2 separate regions of the Gossypium hirsutum genome follow, and region 2 is linked to region 1. A link is a contact called in public Hi-C data. All regions are on one chromosome and are shown on one strand. Each heading gives the region's core, a stretch centred on a gene start, on an enhancer-like site or on the middle of the called end of the contact. The rest is flanking DNA. Distances are from core to core; before and after follow the strand shown. Region 1 holds the start of LOC107903556 (probable E3 ubiquitin-protein ligase HERC3). Region 2 has its middle 25 kb from the start of LOC107903554.

Region 1 (3,134 bases), core at 602-3,101:
TTATTTTTATATTTTAAATCAAAAAATAAATATCAACAATTTATATTATAAAATCGAACTTAATTTTTTTAATACTTTTTCCTCTCATTTTTAATTTTCACAAGTTATATTAGTTAAATAATTTAATCAAAATGAGAAGATTAATTTTTATGAAATTTTATAAAATTAATTTATTTTTATAATTTTTATAATTTTATTTAATTTTTAAGGCTTAAGATAGAATGAACCAAGAAAGGTCTATTCCTATGTCAACAAAAATATATACAAGATATCTTAACAAAATGCGAGATGTAGAATTGGATGTCGATTTCAACACCAATGGAGACGAATGCCAAACTTTGTGTAGTTGAAGGAAAATTAAATTAATGCTACTGAATATAGCCTTTACAATTGGAATAGTTAGTCACTTTATGTAGAAGCCAAAGAAACCTCATTTAGAAGTTGTTCATCGAACAATGAGGTATGCCAAAAGCACACTTGACCGTGGCTTATATTATAGGAGCAGGACGTGTGAATTAGTAAGACACTGTGATACAAATTAAGCTGGCAATCATGACACATGACTATCGACCATTAAATATGCTTTCAGTTTGGGATCCATTACCATCTCTTGATGCAGCAAGAGACAACCTAACTTTTTTCTCTCTCGCTCCCGATCCTTCTCATTGTCTCTAGAAAAAAAATCAAACTTATCATCATCCATCATTATCTAAACTTATACATTAATTAAAACAATAATATATGTATAAATAGACTTGCATTGAGCGGACTTAGGGAAAGTATAAATGAAAAAGGATTATATGAAACTGGTATATCATGTTAGTTGTATCCTTTTCCTACAATTTATTGTCATTTCAATATTTTCATCTTAAATTTTAACGTATCATGTTTGATTTGATTTTTTTCAGGATAATAATATTAAAATTTAAAGGAAAATGCCGTAAACTTTTCATTATATGTACGTGAGTTAGAAACAATTAAATGAATTGATAGCTTTCTTAAAGCTTTGGTATTATTGCTTCTTTAAACATTCAAGCTAATTTTATCTTCTATTCAATTTAATCCCTCATTTCTTTTGCATAAATTATTTTATATTTGCTCCCTCAATTACTTCAACTGTTAAAAACCACATTAGACAACCACAAACTTTCAATACAAACTATAAAATCAACATAAAAAAAATTAAAAACCTAATAAATAGCTAATTTTAAAATTTATATAAAATATTTAAAATAATGGAGTTGTGGTTTCCACGTGGCAAGTTTTTAGGACTTCACGTGTCAATCAATATTCGGACAAAATAGAAGGGGAGAGCGACAGGTAGTGGAAATCCACGACGAAACACAAAAACGGACCAAAGCTTCCGATTCGTAGATTTTGTGCTGTAAACCAGAAAACAAATACCCAGCTCCACCGGTTTTGGCGTCAGTTAGCCAATCCTCGTTCGACACGTCAACTGAAAGAAAAAACTTTCTCATCCGTGTTGAGATGTTATTGATTCTCTTCACATGGTTATCTTAGGATTGATTGTATCAAACAAATTTTTAGATTTTAATATGCCGTCCCCTTATGTATCAAGCTAAGAAACAGGCTTACAACTACGTTTTGTCTAATTTAAGAACATAAAATCATTTTTATAATGTTCCCACCAATTATAACCATAACATAAGAAAAGTCATATAAAAATCGAATTAATGGAGACAAAATATGTATATAAATTTTAATTTTTATTTAAATAATATTTTGAATTAACTTGATCCAAATAAATTTGATTTAAATAAATCGAGTTTACTTGATAGTTACTATTATTGTTTATAAAATGAACCGATTATGCTTATTTTTAGATTTTTTAATGATTAAGCAAAAAAAAAAAAACCGCTACTATAAGATTCAATGCGGAAAACCTTGGTTGGCAGTATCTTTTCCTTCATGCCTTTATTTACATATCCTTTTTCATTTTTTAATTTAATTATTTTACAAATAACGTACTTTTCAGCTCAATTTTCCACTTCCAATTTTTCGGTGGAAAAAGAAAAAGAAAAAGAAAAAGCAAGAAAGGAAGAATCCTTCTTTTGGTAGTGATCGATCTTCACTGATTTTTTTTCTTTAATTGTTTCTTTCTTCAATCCAATCTCAAACTTTTGAAATTCTGGTAATCCTTTGTTTTTTAAATCCATTTTATGCAGATTAATTTAAAAAAATTCTGAATTTCTCATTCTCTTAACAACGAAAATCAACGGTGATCTAGTGATCCGATCCATCCCATCTGATGATTAGTTTCCAATCAAAGCATCAATCGCAATTGAATTTCTCAATTCTCCTTCCTTCCGATGCTTTCTTTATAATTTGTTTTAATTGCTTAAGATTTCGCCTCAAATTTGATAATTTTTCTTTTTCTCTTGTTTCTTTTTCTTAGAAATCGAAACCCTAAATCCGTTACATTTCCAGTTAAAAGAAAATCAAAAAATTTTCAATGGCTGATCGGAGTAGGTTATTTTCGATTGACGATCTACCGTCGCATCTAATTTTGGAAATTTTAACGTCCGGTAAACGGTTAAGTGCCGTTGACCTAGTGTCGCTGGAGCTGACTTCGAGAACATTCGGAGGGTGTCACGATGTTTGTCCCACGAAATGCAGGTCGCTGGTTGATTTAGCCGCGTTTCAATTGTGCATGACGAATGGGATATATATAGGGATGAATTGTAGTAGTCAAAGGGACATTTTTGAACGGTGTGATGGGAATTGGAAGCGACTTTTGAGGTTTTTGCAATCAGTAGAGCAATTGTCGGACATGGTCCAAACCTCTGCAGGCAATGTAACTATTTCTTTTTCTTTTTTTTAATATATTAATTTTGATCATTTTGCTTTTAGAATTAATAATTTTTTGTACTTTTGCCTGTTAACTTGAGAAATGGCTCAGAAGTTAGTTGGGATTTAGTTTCTGTTTGGTTTCTTATGGTTTGCTCTTTTTGGTGTGTTCGGATATAAATAGAAATACTAGTTCTGAAGGAATTTAAAGTTACATTCAGTTTTTGTGAATATTAAAATGCCTGGTTTTTAGTTTTATATGGAGAATTATGATTTAACTGGTTAGCATAGATGATTTAAAGCAATTTCCGGGGCAACATGAAGGA
Region 2 (2,776 bases), core at 64-2,563, 83 kb after region 1:
ACACAAAATCCTAATTTAAAAAAAAAAACTTAATATGTCTAAAATTTACCTCTCCAAACCCATTTCAGTTTGGTCTTCAATTTAATTTGCTTTTTCTTTGTTTTTTTTTATATATATATAGAAACAGAGAAGTCCTTTATTTGTGATCTCATCCAATAGATTGTAATTTACTAATTTTAGCAATTTCACTTTTGTCAATCAAGTGTGCACATGATTTCAAGACGTTTTAATAATATACTTTTTTTCACGTGATTTCTTTTTGAAATTTTGTTTCTAGGGATTTGTTTTTAACAAAAAAGCTGTGCAGCTTAACATAATATTAATTCATGGTTTCAGTTAATGTTGGTTCATTTATTTATTGCTTAATTAAAAAAAGAAAACAGCAATTGCCCAGACATTCTCTCTGGAATTTCCATTAGTAATTAGTTGTTCTATAAAATAATAAAAAGGAGAAAGAAGAGACCAAGAATTCTGTATTTAAACCATCCATCTATATGTTCTTTTGTTTTTTTAAATCCAAAATTTCTTTTCAAATTTAATTAAACTAATCTAAATTTTCTCTTAAATTTTAAAATTTTTAGTGATTTGCCCTATTAATTTGGATTTTCGAGCTATTCTAAATATAAAATTTCAACTATTGTGATGAATTTTTTAAATTTTTTTTGAGTTTGTAGATGCATTTGATTTAAACTAAAAAAAATAAAAATCTAATGGAGCAAAATTCAATTTCATTATTTAAAATTATGCATATTGTGTTATTTAGGAGTATTTCTCTATTGATATTGCAATTGAAAATTACATTTCAAAAATGCTTTTAAATATTTTAAATAATGTGATATAATGATACATGAAATATAAAATTTAAATATTTTTTAAGTAATTAATATAAATTATTTATAAAATTAATGATACATTATATTTAAATAATTTAATAAAATAATACATAAAATATAAATTAATCTAATTTTTTATATATATTTTAAATCATTAATATATAAATAAAAATATTTTGATATATTTCACTCTTAAATGTAAAAAAACAAAAAATAAATAAATTTCAATTTTTACGTTTTTGACTACAAAATTCAAGTATTTTTCATTGTTTTTATGATGAAAAAACACTTAAAATTCCAAAACTAATGAAGAAGAGGCCTTAGTTTTTTATTGAAATTAATTTATTAAAATTTAATTAATAGCATAAGATTCTCAGTTTTACCCAATAATATTTTCACAAAATTCGAATATCTGACGTTGGATAATTGGATTGAAGCATAAAAGTAGAGAAGAGAAAAGACAAATACCAACCGACAAGCGCACATGGAAATCCAGATCATGAACTGTGAAGATCCGTACGTTTCACATGTGAAGAAGATAAGTACACAAAAACAATGTAATTAGCTTACAACAATATTTATTTATTTGTTTCTGAAAGTAAATCAAAGAAAATATTGAAAAGAAAATACGGGAGATTTAGTGAGAGGAGAAGTAGCTTATCGGCCATACTTGTCAGTAAAACATCAACAACAAAACATGGAATTTAAGATTTTATAAATGTCTGTTGGGAATCTTTGTTTGGATTATTTCAACATCTTTTTTTGTTTTGTTGTTTGGTATTTTTTTGTTGACAAATATTCCACATTATCTGTTGGGAAATTCAAACCATTCATTTCGAGTGAAGATTGTCATGCTGGTTTTACTGTATATATTTTATGTTTGTAATTATTATTTTTTATCTTTAGAAATACAATATATATTATCGCTACATAATTAAATGTAAGGCTAAAATTTAAAGTTATTTATGAATTATATTAAGTTAAAAGGTAAACTATATAGATAGTTATTTAACTATAAAAAAAATATTATTTTAATTATCTAAAATAAAAAATTCATAATTTAAGTACGGACGTTACATAGTTCGACCATTTTGATCACCCCGTTAAAATCACAAATGACAAGTTACTAATTAAAAAAATCTTTATAATAACAACTTTGATCCTTGACTTCAGTATAAGAATACTTATTAAATTTAAATATTAGAGTTTGACTCAAACGTACATCCCAAAATAACCATGATTAAAGGAAAACATAAACAATTATTAGGAAACAAAAAAGAAATTGTAATTGATATTGTTGTTGAAAATTTCATCCCTACCTCGTACCCAGATGATCATATTTGAAAAGAAATAACGAATCAAAAAACATAGTGTCCACGTTGAGCCCACATGAAGTGGTGAATGGGCGGGCCATTTAAGTTGCTTCAGTTGGACTCTATTTGCTTTTCACGAACATCGAATATTTGAATCAAATGGTGGGGGTGAATTATCGCAGCCGAGGATGGTTCACTGGTCATATGTGATGATTTTGTACAATCGTTTACTGCTCAATCTATACATTATATTACTAAATTTTCCTCATTCAACTTCAATAAGTTATAAAATATCAATTTATTATTTAAAAACTTTATTTTAATTATTGGGTTAGTAAAATAGTTATTGCATGTCTTTCTTTTTTTGTAACTCTTGCACTAATCGAATGCTCTTATTCTCATTTTCTACAATTTAATATTCATAAACATTGACCGTTAGTTCGACTTGAATCTAAGATATGCTCTTCAAATCGTCAATGGGTATCAATCTACCATATCGATCGTCAAATGGTCGTTTAATGTACTTTAGAACTCTAATAGTCATTACAAGTAGAGGTTTATTTATACTTCCTATGTCTATAAATATAAACTTTGGAGAAGCATTGTAAACATCCCTATTGATGAATAAAA

Evidence for each region. Hi-C and Micro-C count contacts between places; a contact is called where the count stands out from the background.
Region 2: a contact with region 1 is called in a Hi-C map of leaf, with 10 times the contacts expected there. The contact joins the enhancer-like site here to the promoter of LOC107903556 in region 1. A contact is called at or near these places in 9 of 34 Hi-C or Micro-C datasets (callus, fibers, hypocotyl and 2 more).

What each region holds. Positions count from the first base shown.
Region 1 is chrD05:60,864,891-60,868,024 of Gossypium_hirsutum_v2.1, forward strand. LOC107903556 (probable E3 ubiquitin-protein ligase HERC3) reads left to right here and starts at 1,852. Exons shown (of 6, transcript XM_016829637.2): 1 at 1,852-2,815. The coding sequence starts at 2,474.
Region 2 is chrD05:60,947,993-60,950,768 of Gossypium_hirsutum_v2.1, forward strand. No RefSeq gene overlaps it. Among protein-coding and RNA genes, the nearest start is that of LOC107903554, 25 kb to the right of the region's middle. Within about 2 kb of position 1,314, at least 2 of the 9 cell types and tissues checked have an H3K27ac peak or open chromatin away from gene starts, as enhancers often do. A contact at or near this core is called in fibers and leaf, where this site is marked.